3 separate regions of the Sus scrofa genome follow, and regions 2 and 3 are each linked to region 1. Evidence: chromatin contacts called from public HiChIP or PLAC-seq data. All regions are on one chromosome and are shown on one strand. The core of a region is the stretch at or near the end of the contact, and the rest is flanking DNA. Distances in the headings are between cores, read along the strand shown. Region 1 holds the start of BAD (bcl2-associated agonist of cell death). Region 2 holds the start of CCDC88B (coiled-coil domain-containing protein 88B). Region 3 holds the start of PPP1R14B (protein phosphatase 1 regulatory inhibitor subunit 14B).

What was found. HiChIP or PLAC-seq counts read pairs in DNA pulled down with a chosen protein or histone mark.
Region 2: a contact with region 1 is called in an H3K27ac HiChIP or PLAC-seq map of alveolar macrophages. The contact joins the promoter of CCDC88B here to the promoter of BAD in region 1. A contact is called at or near these places in 1 of 5 promoter capture datasets (liver), 1 of 47 Hi-C or Micro-C datasets (embryonic fibroblasts) and 1 of 2 datasets of contacts at active chromatin or transcription factors (alveolar macrophages).
Region 3: a contact with region 1 is called in an H3K27ac HiChIP or PLAC-seq map of skeletal muscle. The contact joins the promoter of PPP1R14B here to the promoter of BAD in region 1. A contact is called at or near these places in 1 of 5 promoter capture datasets (fetal liver), 12 of 47 Hi-C or Micro-C datasets (brain, embryonic fibroblasts, fetal liver and 5 more) and 2 of 2 datasets of contacts at active chromatin or transcription factors (alveolar macrophages and skeletal muscle).

The regions. Positions count from the first base shown.
Region 1 is chr2:7,829,467-7,832,683 of Sscrofa11.1, reverse strand. BAD (bcl2-associated agonist of cell death) reads right to left here and starts at 1,492. Exons shown (of 5, transcript XM_021082883.1): 1 at 1,313-1,492; 2 at 1,127-1,219; 3 at 1,026-1,124. The coding sequence starts at 1,211. It overlaps GPR137 (integral membrane protein GPR137), which reads left to right and starts at 1,674. Exons shown (of 8, transcript XM_003122592.6): 1 at 1,674-2,193.
Region 2 is chr2:7,782,864-7,786,080 of Sscrofa11.1, reverse strand. It overlaps CCDC88B (coiled-coil domain-containing protein 88B), which reads left to right and starts at 1,456. Exons shown (of 31, transcript XM_021082875.1): 1 at 1,456-2,291; 2 at 2,574-2,716; 3 at 2,878-2,891; 4 at 2,894-2,988; 5 at 3,102-3,171. The coding sequence starts at 1,866. It overlaps LOC110259241 (a long non-coding RNA gene), which reads right to left and starts at 2,120. Exons shown (of 3, transcript XR_002341448.1): 1 at 1,942-2,120.
Region 3 is chr2:7,863,928-7,867,144 of Sscrofa11.1, reverse strand. PPP1R14B (protein phosphatase 1 regulatory inhibitor subunit 14B) reads right to left here and starts at 1,700. Exons shown (of 4, transcript NM_214115.1): 1 at 1,434-1,700; 2 at 263-346. The coding sequence starts at 1,691.

The DNA of each region.
Region 1 (3,217 bases), core at 243-2,742:
ACGTGCTGCATATCTTCTAACACATTAGATCATTAGTTTGTTTGTTTACAGTCTGTCTCCCCCCCCCACCTACTAGACTGTAGACACCACGAGGGCAAGGACTTCTTTTATCTGGTCCTCGATGTGCCCCTGGCGGCTGGGACAGCATGTAGCACACACTAAGCACCTGATACAGAGGGTGAGAAGGGACAGCTATGTAGGTGGTGGAAAGCTGTTCCAAGCAGAAAAACAGCAACTGCAAAGATCAGGAAGTTAAAGAAAGCCGGAGGAGTTCAGCCCCAGACAGCAGGCTGGGGCGGGGGCCTTAATAAGCCGTCCTGCTCCTGAAAAGGAGGAGGGCATGGTTTCAGCCTCAGCAGGCGAGGGACCCGCGCTTTGTTTTCGGAAGATCTCTGTGGTTGCTCCAGGTGCCAAGCCTTGGGCAAGGCACCGGGGAGGTGGGGACTACTGAGCAGTGGCCACTGCTGCCCTCCAGTGCTCATCCTTCCATCTCAGCGCTGGATCCTCTTCCTAGGGGGACCAGGACAGCCTAGGCCTCCCCAGTCCCACACAGACCTGCTGCCGGTAGGGCTGTCTGCTTCTTGGGGGTCACCCGGCCCTGGTAACTGAACATACCTGGGGGCTAGAAGTCCCAATCCAGGGGAAAGTGATAGCCTGGGGCAGGGCACTGTGGAGTCTCCTGGCCCAGCTATACCACAAGAAATGTGTGTGGCCTTAGGCAAGTCACTTCCCCTTTTGGGCTGCCTCTCAGGGATTCTGTCCTGGTCCTACACTAATAGTTACATACTTTGACCACTTACTAAGCATCAGCTCTATAATTAAGTGTCTCTTAGGTATTCCTGGTAATCCTGCCAACAACAGTAGTGACTAATTACTCCGATTTACAGAAGAGGAAACTAAGGTGCAGAGAGGTTAGGGACCCCCTCAAAGCCACCCAGTGAGGGGGGACGTGGCTGGGGTGCAGGGAGCTCCCAAGCCAGAGGCAAGGTGGACAGGCAGGTGGTTGTTGGGATGGGGGTGCCTACCTCCATGGTGGCTGCTGCTGGCCGGCTGCCCCTGCTGGTGACCAGCTTCCCCCAGGTGGCCTGGGGCCGTGCGCCAGGGCTTGCTGGGGCCTGGGGGTCTGTCCCTGTGGGGCTGGGGCCCAGGCCCCTGTCTGCAGGGCTGGAGTCTTCCTGCTCACTCTGCTCAAACTCTGGGATCTGGAACATGCTCTGGGCTGTAAGGGCAAGACGGCAGGTAGTTAGGACCCAGCTGTGGCAAAGGCTGGCCAGCTGGTTGGGGCACAGGTACCCCTGGCTCCCTCTCCCACCTCCAAGCCCCAGGTCCTCCCTGCCTCCCAGGCCCCCATCCCTCGGTTGAGTCTGGCCTGGTAGGAAGCTCAGCGTATCCACCCAAGATCTAAATCTCTCAGAGCTCTGAGGCTGCAGAGCAGCCCCAGGCCTCTACCCAGGCCTCGGGCCAGACCCGCCCCGTCGTCACGGCACACAGGTCTCACCCCAAGCCCGATCTCAAGGCCCCTAATTGGGGCCTGTCCCCTCCCTCTGGCACTAAAGGAGCCCAGCCCTAGTTGCCTGGGCAACGGCAACTGTCACTGACCCGGCCCAATCAGCTCTCGAAATGTCACTAGCTAGGTCAGCAGGCGGGGCCGCTACGGCTCCGGCCCCGCCCACCGCCTTCCTCCGGGGTCCCTGGTTCAGCTCCGGACTTCCTTATTCCTTGGGTGTGTGTGGAAGCAGATGAGGGATTTTCTGGGATGCCCATTTGGGGACCAGCTCCTACTGACAAGTCCTTCGGCTCCTCTGGGCCTTAGTCCCCACCCTTGTAAAATGCGGATAATGACACCTCCCTCAGGAGCCAGTGATCCTTGTAAACAGAGTGGTGATTACTGTGGGTGAAAACACAAGCCGTAATTGAAGCTCGGCCGTCGGATGCAACGGTTGTTGAGGTGTCACTGCTCCGTCTGAACCGGGTGATCGGCTCGGGAAGTCCCCCTTCCTCCTCCCCGCAGTGGAAAGCTCGCACCGCCCGCGTCAGGGGCGCCACTCCTCGCGCCAGCTCGGGAGCACTCGAGATAAGCGAGGGGGCCTCCACCCTGGCGGGATGACGTCCCCGGCGGAGAAATGGCCGGGGCCCCTGTGAGGGGGGACCATAGGACTGGCGGGGCCTTGCGCCTGGCAAGCGGCTGGCCAGGTGAGCGGGACCGCCGCCGGCCAGGGCGCGGGCGGGCGGGCTCGCGCGGGCTGCGGGGCCCCGGGGCCCCGCGGGTTAAGGCCCGGGGGCGGGTCCCGGAGGCCATCTTGGCTGCGGGCGGAAGTTTCCTTCAGAGCCCGGGTGAAGGGAAGTCGTTACCGCCCCAGGTCGGGCAGCAGGATGTCGATTTGGGGATGGAGAAGCGAAACATGGGAACTGGCGGCCCCCTAACCAGGCAAAGGCCGGTGGCCCGGGGCACGGCCCACCCGGGCGCCGGCCGGATGCGGCGTGGCCCGAGCGTCACGGCCGCCCGCCGCCTCTCGTAACCCCTGGCGCCCGCCGCCCGCGCAGCTCGCGCCAATTCTCGGAACAGCTCCGCGTCGGGTGCGGCGCGGGGCTGCGGAGCAGGGGCCAGACTCCTGAGCAATTTGCGTAGCGGACGGCGCCCGCGCAGGCGCAGGAGGGGGCGGAGCCGCGGGAGCCGGGGAGCCGGAGCCCCGGGTCCCAGCGACCGGAGCCCGCTCCTCCAGCGGCGGCTTGAAGATCCGGCGTCGGCCTCCTTCCGCCCCCTACGGCTGCAGAGTGGACGCAGTGTGGGGTGGTGCGGTGGGCCAGCGTCCGGAATTCCGAGGACTGAAGGCGGAGGCCCTCCCTTTCCGGATTGTTGGAGGGGAGAGAGCCCCCCAGTTTGGGGAGGGGGAGAGCCGGGCGTTGAGCGCCCCCCGCAGCGGCCGCAGCCCTGAGCTGACTGGCTTTGGCCGGCTCTCCCCCTCCTGCCAGGACGACTCCAGCGACTAAGGCCAGGGACCCCTCTCCTTTAGCCTCTGCACCCCCAGCCCCCACACCCGGCTCTGAGACTGGTCCAGGCAGGAGACTCCCCACCTCCCCACCCCCGCTCCGCCGGGGAGAGGAAAGGCTGTCTGTCCTTCCACACCTCTGAGTGAGGGACCCCGGTTGCCTGTGCTCGGCAAAGGCAAGGGTTCCTCTGTTGAGGGGGAGGGCCTGGCCAGCCACAACTTCTTTC
Region 2 (3,217 bases), core at 207-2,706, 47 kb after region 1:
AATTCATAAGACAACCCTAAACCCACCAGCAGCCATGGGAGTCCGAAGCCCGCTTTGCAGGCCTGCAGAGCCCCCTGACTCTGGGTTTCTGCTTTGGGAGCATTGCTGACAAGTCTGCTTTCCGCCGCCCGCCCCCATCCCACCCCACTCCCTGCCACAGGGGGGCTCCCACCATTGGGTCTTGGGGTTAAGAGTGCTCTGCTCTTTCCTCTGGGCTCCTCTTCCAAGCTGCTGATGCCCTTTCTGAAGGGTTTGATGCTTTTGAAGTGTGGGCACGTGCAAGCAATGACAACAATGTCAGGACAGCTGCCAGCCAGCCAGCAATTCTGCCGTGCAACTTGACTTCAGAGATTTATCCATGTGAGAAATAAAGTGTCTGGGGAGGTCCCTGGTGGCTTAGTGGTTAAGGATCCAGCATCGTCACTGCTGTAGCTAGGGTTCGATCCCTGGCCTGGGAATTTCTGCATGCCATAGGCTGGGCCAAAAAAAAAAAAAAAAAAGAGGGAGTTCCCATCGTGGCGCAGTGGTTAACGAATCCGACTAGGAACCATGAGGTTGCGGGTTCGGTCCCTGCCCTTGCTCAGTGGGTTAACGATCCGGCGTTGCCGTGAGCTGTGGTGTAGGTTGCAGACGCGGCTCGGATCCCGCGTTGCTGTGGCTCTGGCATAGGCCGGTGGCTACAGCTCCGATTCAACCCCTAGCCTGGGAACCTCCATATGCCGAGGGAGCGGCCCAAGAAATAGCAACAACAACAACAACAAAAGACAAAAAGACAAAAAAAAAAAAAAAAAAAAGAATAATAATGAAAATAAAGTGGGAGTGAGTTTCTATTGTGGCTCAGTGGTAATGAGCCTGACTAGTATCCATGAGGACTTGGGTTTGATCCTTGGCCTAGATCAGTGGGTTAAGGATCTGGTATTACCATGAGCTGCGGTGTAGGTCGCAAATGTGGCTTGGGTCTGGCGTTGCTGTGGCTGTGGTGTAGGCCAGCAACTGTAGTTCCAATTTGACCCCTAGCCTGGGAACTTCCATATGCCGCAGGTGTGGCCCTCAACAAACAAACAAAAAACAAACAAACAACAAAAAAGTGGGAATCGATGAAACATGAATAATGTCTGGGCTTTACGCTGGCCGTGCTTCCAGCTGAGGCCTTGCACTATCTGTTGCAGCTGCTTGGATGTCCTTCTCTCTTCCCCGCTTTGCCCAGGTAACCCGGTCCTCCCAATCTCAGCTTCATGTCAGCCGCCCTCCCCCTGCCCTTCCTGATCATCCCCCTGCCGTCAAGCGCCCTCCCTGTCAATGCCTGTAGCACAGCTGCAGTGTTACATTGTGTGTGTGTGTGTGTGTGTGTGTGTGTGTGTGTGTGTGTGATTTGCATAGCTGCCTCCCCAGGGTACTGTGCACCCATGGGGGCAGGGACTATGTGGCTTTTTACCGCATCTCAGTACCCAGCACGGCGGCCCACACGGAGCCTCATAGTGAGCTGCGGGGTGTCCTCCTGGCCTCCTGGTTTGTCCATGAGGCATGTCTCTGGTCTCTGCATCAAACTGCTTCCCTCAGAGGCTGGATTCCAACCCGCTTTTTTTACAGACAGGAAAGAGAGACCTGTGAGGTCCCTAGCCCCCAGGCCAGATGTCCTGTCTCTGTCCAGTGTATAGAGAATAAGGGGGGGGTAGCCCCTCTGGTGAGGGCTCAGAGGGGGTCTGCTGCGGGGGGTGGCATCTCCCAGCTTCACGGGTTGGGAGGGTGTTTGGGATAAGTTTGAGGAGCAACAGAGGGAGAGGGGAGCCGGGCAGATCAGAAGAGGCAGGTGTGGGCACCTAGACGCACCATGTGAGGCCTGGAGCCCCTGCAAAGGCCCTGAAATGTACAAGGCCGAAGTGGCCCTCGCGGGTTTCAAGTTGGGCAAAGGAGGCCCAGGGAGGGGAAGGACTCACCTACCCTTGTCCATGGAGCCAGGAGAGCCGTGGGCCTTGCTCCTGGGGAGCCCTGACCCTACTGCTAATCCCTGGGCCAGCACTGTCGGAGATGCTGGGAGGATGTGGAGTGGTGGGGGCGGAGGCAGGGTGGCGAAGCAGGAGCCTGGGGGTGCACGGCCTGCCAGCACCCGGAAGGAGGAAGCTAGCTGCACAGGGTGTCTGTGGCTGGGGCCGGGATCCCCACCCGGGGACTTCCTCTTCCTCTCACGGCAGGTGCAGCTGCCACAACAGGACCAACACCCTGACCCCGTCATGGATGGGGGCAAGGGGCCCAGGATCAGAGACTTCCTCAGTGGGAGCCTGGCCACCTGGGTGAGGGGGCAGGGGGAGGGGGGCTGGGGAGGGGAAGTGAGCAGCTGGGAGGGGCTGGTGTGGGGGTGGGGAGGAGCGGGGCAGAGGGGGCCTGGAGGAGAGGGGTGGGCTCAACCGAGGATGGAGGGGCAGGGAAAGGGGTCCAGACCCCGGGCCACTGGCATTCAGGGAACTGGTGAGGAGGGGCTGCGTGGGCTCGGGGGCAGGTCAGAGGCTCTCGGGAGTCGCTCAGCTGGTGGAGGGCTCCCACCCAGGCCAGCTGACTCCTTTCTGTTCCCACAGGCGCTGGGACTGGCTGGGCTGGTGGGGGAGGCTGAGGAGCCAGAGGGGGAAGCAGAGGAGGAAGGAGATGGGCCCCTTTGTCCGGAGAAGAGGTTCTTGCGTCTCAGCGATGGGGCCCTGCTTCTCCGGGTGCTGGGCATCATGTAAGGGGCACAAGAGAATGACCCCGGCAGCTCCCTAGGGGTTTGAGGGAGGGGGCCTGGCATCCTGGTGGGAGGAGCCTGAGGGGCGGTGGGCAGAGCCTGGTTTAGGGGAGGCGGGTCCTGGATTTTCCCTCCCATCTATCACCTACCTGTGCCCACAGTGCCCCTAGCTCCCGAGGGGCCCTCGAATGACCAGAGGCCATGAGGGGCCCGTAGCCTGGCGGGTGTGGAACCTGAACCACCTGTGGAGCCGACTGAGGGACTTCTACCAGGTGAGGGATCTGGGGAGGCCGAGCCTGGGACCCCCCCCGCCCCCCCCCGCCCCCCCCCCCCCCCCCCCCGCTTCGGGAAGGCCCTTCCCACATCTCCTGCCCCTCCTCCGCAGGAGGAGCTGCAGCTGCTGATCCTGTCACCACCACCAGACCTCCAGACTTTGGGGTTGGACCCCTTCTCAGGTGCTCTCTCCCACCACCCCTTCCTGCTTGTACCCCTTCCCCTGCC
Region 3 (3,217 bases), core at 451-2,950, 34 kb before region 1:
CTAGAGTTCACTTATATCCACCTAGGCACCAGGGCTCCCCTGAGGCACCGGGAGAGGCCACAGCTACTGAAGAGCTGGGCAAGTACCATTGGCCTCATTTGACAGAGGCAGAAGCTGAGAGGTCCAAGATCATGGAGCTGGCTGACTCAGACCAAAGAAGGCCCGGCTTCAGAGGCTTGCTTACCCAAGGGGCAGAGCCTCCAGGTAGCCTTCTATGCCCTGCTCCCCTGACCTGGCCCTGCTGCCCCCTCGCCCCCCTCACCTTGACCCTGGCAGCCCGGGTATCATCGCTCTCCATGTCCAGGAGTTCATCCACATCAATCTCCAGCTCCGGGATCTCCTCTTCCTGGGGTGGGGATGGGGGAGGAGGGAGAGACAAGGAAGAGCCTGAGTTCGGTGAGACAGGCTCGCTGGCTGAGGCCCCTGCCCTGCTGCAGAGGAGCCAGCCCTCTTTGCCCAGCAGACAGCGGCAGCTGCTCTGAGGAAGAAAACAGATCAGGCCCGTGCCAAGGCAAACTGCCCAATGGGGGGGCTAGGGGGGAGCTTCCTGTCTCTGCCCGTTGGACACCCTGGGTGCCAGACAGCTAGGACTGGGATCCTGGGCTGGGAACCCTGCAGATGTGTCTTCCCAACTTCCGGGCCCCCCATTTCAAAAAGAACACAGGTGGGGCCAGCTGTCCCAGCTCATCACAGCCCCTTCCCCTCCCCCAAACACCTGTCACAGCTTCCCGGGAGTGAGGAGGAAGTGAAGGGTGAGGGGTCACTGAGAAGGACCCAAGCCTGGTAAAAGGGAAACAAAGAGCCCATGCTTTGCTGAGGGAGGGGGTGCTTGCCACCCCTCCCCCCCAGGAAGCATCTCTCCTGTCTGGAGCCAGCTGCATTCCAGGGCTGGGCTAGGGTAGGCAGCACAGGACAAGCCCACTCCTCCACCCTGCCCCTCAGGGGCCTGAGTCACCATTTGAGCAAGGAAGGAGTCATGGGGTGGAGAACCAGACCGCAGAGAGTGGGCTAGCCTGCCCCCATGCCAAGAAGCTCCAGGTTAGCCCATTAGAATAGGAAACACCCGTACCCCCAGCAACCAGGCTGATGCCTTTTAATCAGTCTAGGCTAACAGGCAATAGGCAGACCTCCTTCCACTGCCAGCCAGGCTAGCTCGCCTCTCCTGTCCACTTCCCAGGCTATCCCTTGAGGCTTCTAAAGGACCCCAAGCTTGACCAGGTAGTGAGTGACATTAAAAGAGACAGCGTCTGAAGCAGCGGATAAGAAAGGAGTGACTTAGGTCAGACAAGAAAGCATACATTGGGGGCGGGGAGTCCGAGAGGAGGGGAGCGCACGCCCATTGACTCCCGGTGACAGGCGCGCTCAAGGTGGGGATCCCAGGCGGCCCGGATCAGGACCGATTTTAGGGTGTCGACGCAGGCTGGGGGACACACCTGGCAGTCGTAGAGGCGAGTGAGCTGCTCCAGGATCCACTCCTCCAGGTTGAGGCGCTTCCGTAGCTCCTTGCGGTCGTACTTGACCGTGACCTTCCCTTGGCGTCTCACTGGGCCCTCGTCGTCCGCGCCTCCCGGACCCTCGCCCGCTGCCCCAGGGGGGCTCTGAAAGTAGACGCGGGGCCCTGCGCCACCACTGCCCGGCCCCGGGGCCGGGGCCGCCAACGCCGCGCCCCCCGCGGGGCCGCTGTCCGCCATGGCGGCCGCCGGGGCCACGTGCGAGCGTCCGGCCCCTCCCTGCGCCGCCGCCTCCGGGACGCCCGCCGGCTGGCTCCGGGCCGCTGGCTCGGGTTAGGTCTCGAGCTCCACTCCGCGCAGCTCCGCGGCGAGGGCGGCGGCGGGGGTGCCCGGGGGCAGCTGCAGCATGCGGAGCCCCCGGGCCTGGCCTGGCCGCGCCCCGCCCCCTCCCCTCCGATCCGCCCGCCCTTTGTCCCCCGCGGCCGCCGCCCGAGCCGCCGCCGCCGAAGCAGCTTTCTCTGTCTCGATCGCTTCCCCCGCCCCCCGACCACACCCCCTTAAAGGGCCAGTCCTGAAGCGGGCCCCTCACCACTACCCCGCTCCGGGACAGGGGCTGGGGGAGGGTCTAGTCTCTAGAGATTTGGACCTAGCTGTCCGCTCACCCTTTTAACCTTCCTGCCCCTTTTAACCTTCCTGTACCAGGATTTGCACCCCTGCGGGGTCCCTACTGTACTGTCCTCATTGAAGCAAAAACAGGGGCCGTCTGAAAATGGGGGGCAGATAGTGAGCATCGCGCACAGGGCAGAGGTCCAAGGGAGAGACGTGGGAGCTCCCGACTTTTGGGTGCTCCGGCTCTTGGCCAACTGGGGGCAGAGTCGGACAGACACGTGGACCGGGTTCCCGGGGGTAGAGGAGTGGAGAAGGCGACAGGAGCTGCCCAGGTCACGGGACACCCTACTCGTCTGGGTTCTGCACCTCCCCACGAAGGAGGCCTGGGTTGGGGGTGAGCTGTGCCGGCCTGGTGACTCGAAGGTCCAGACCCCAGGCAGCCACCGCCCACCGGCCAAGATGGCGGGGAACGAATTATGGGAAATGTAGTTCACAGGGTTCGGCTCCGCATGTCTGCCCCTCCCCCGCGGCGGAACCGGGGCGGGGAAGCGCCGAACTCCTTTGCAGCGCCCCCCACCAGGGCTGGTGTCTTTCACAGGGCGCGGTCCCCCGCATCCAGCAACCTCTGTGTTTACAAGCTGCAGCGTAAAGAGCTGGAAATGGGGAGCCGGTACCAAAACAAAGATAGTAATAAACATGCTAATAAGAATTCCTACAGTTGGTTCCACATAGTCGGTTCCAGCATGAGGGCACCTTGCTCTCCTGAAGATCTTCGCCCTGTGACTTCTGTCCTTCAGATCTCACAGGCCCCTTACCTGGCCTTTATGCAGACCGTGCATCTCATCCCCACACCGGGTTGGATTGTCTATATCTTTGAATAGTCTCTCTCAGTCATTTGTTCATTGTCTGTCTCCCATATCTTGATTGTGAGCTCCATGAGGCTAGGATCTGCCTGGCCTTGTTTACTGCTGATGCCCATGACTGAGCGAGCCTGCTGGGCTTCACACCCACGCGTATCCAGCAAATCACCAGATTCTTGCTGAAATCTCAGCACCTAGAAGGGACTAGTGGTAAGTGTTTGATAACTACTAGTTGAACAAATGATCAAATGAAAGAATGAGTGTCTTCCTCTGTGCCTCCATTTCCTTTTAAGGCTG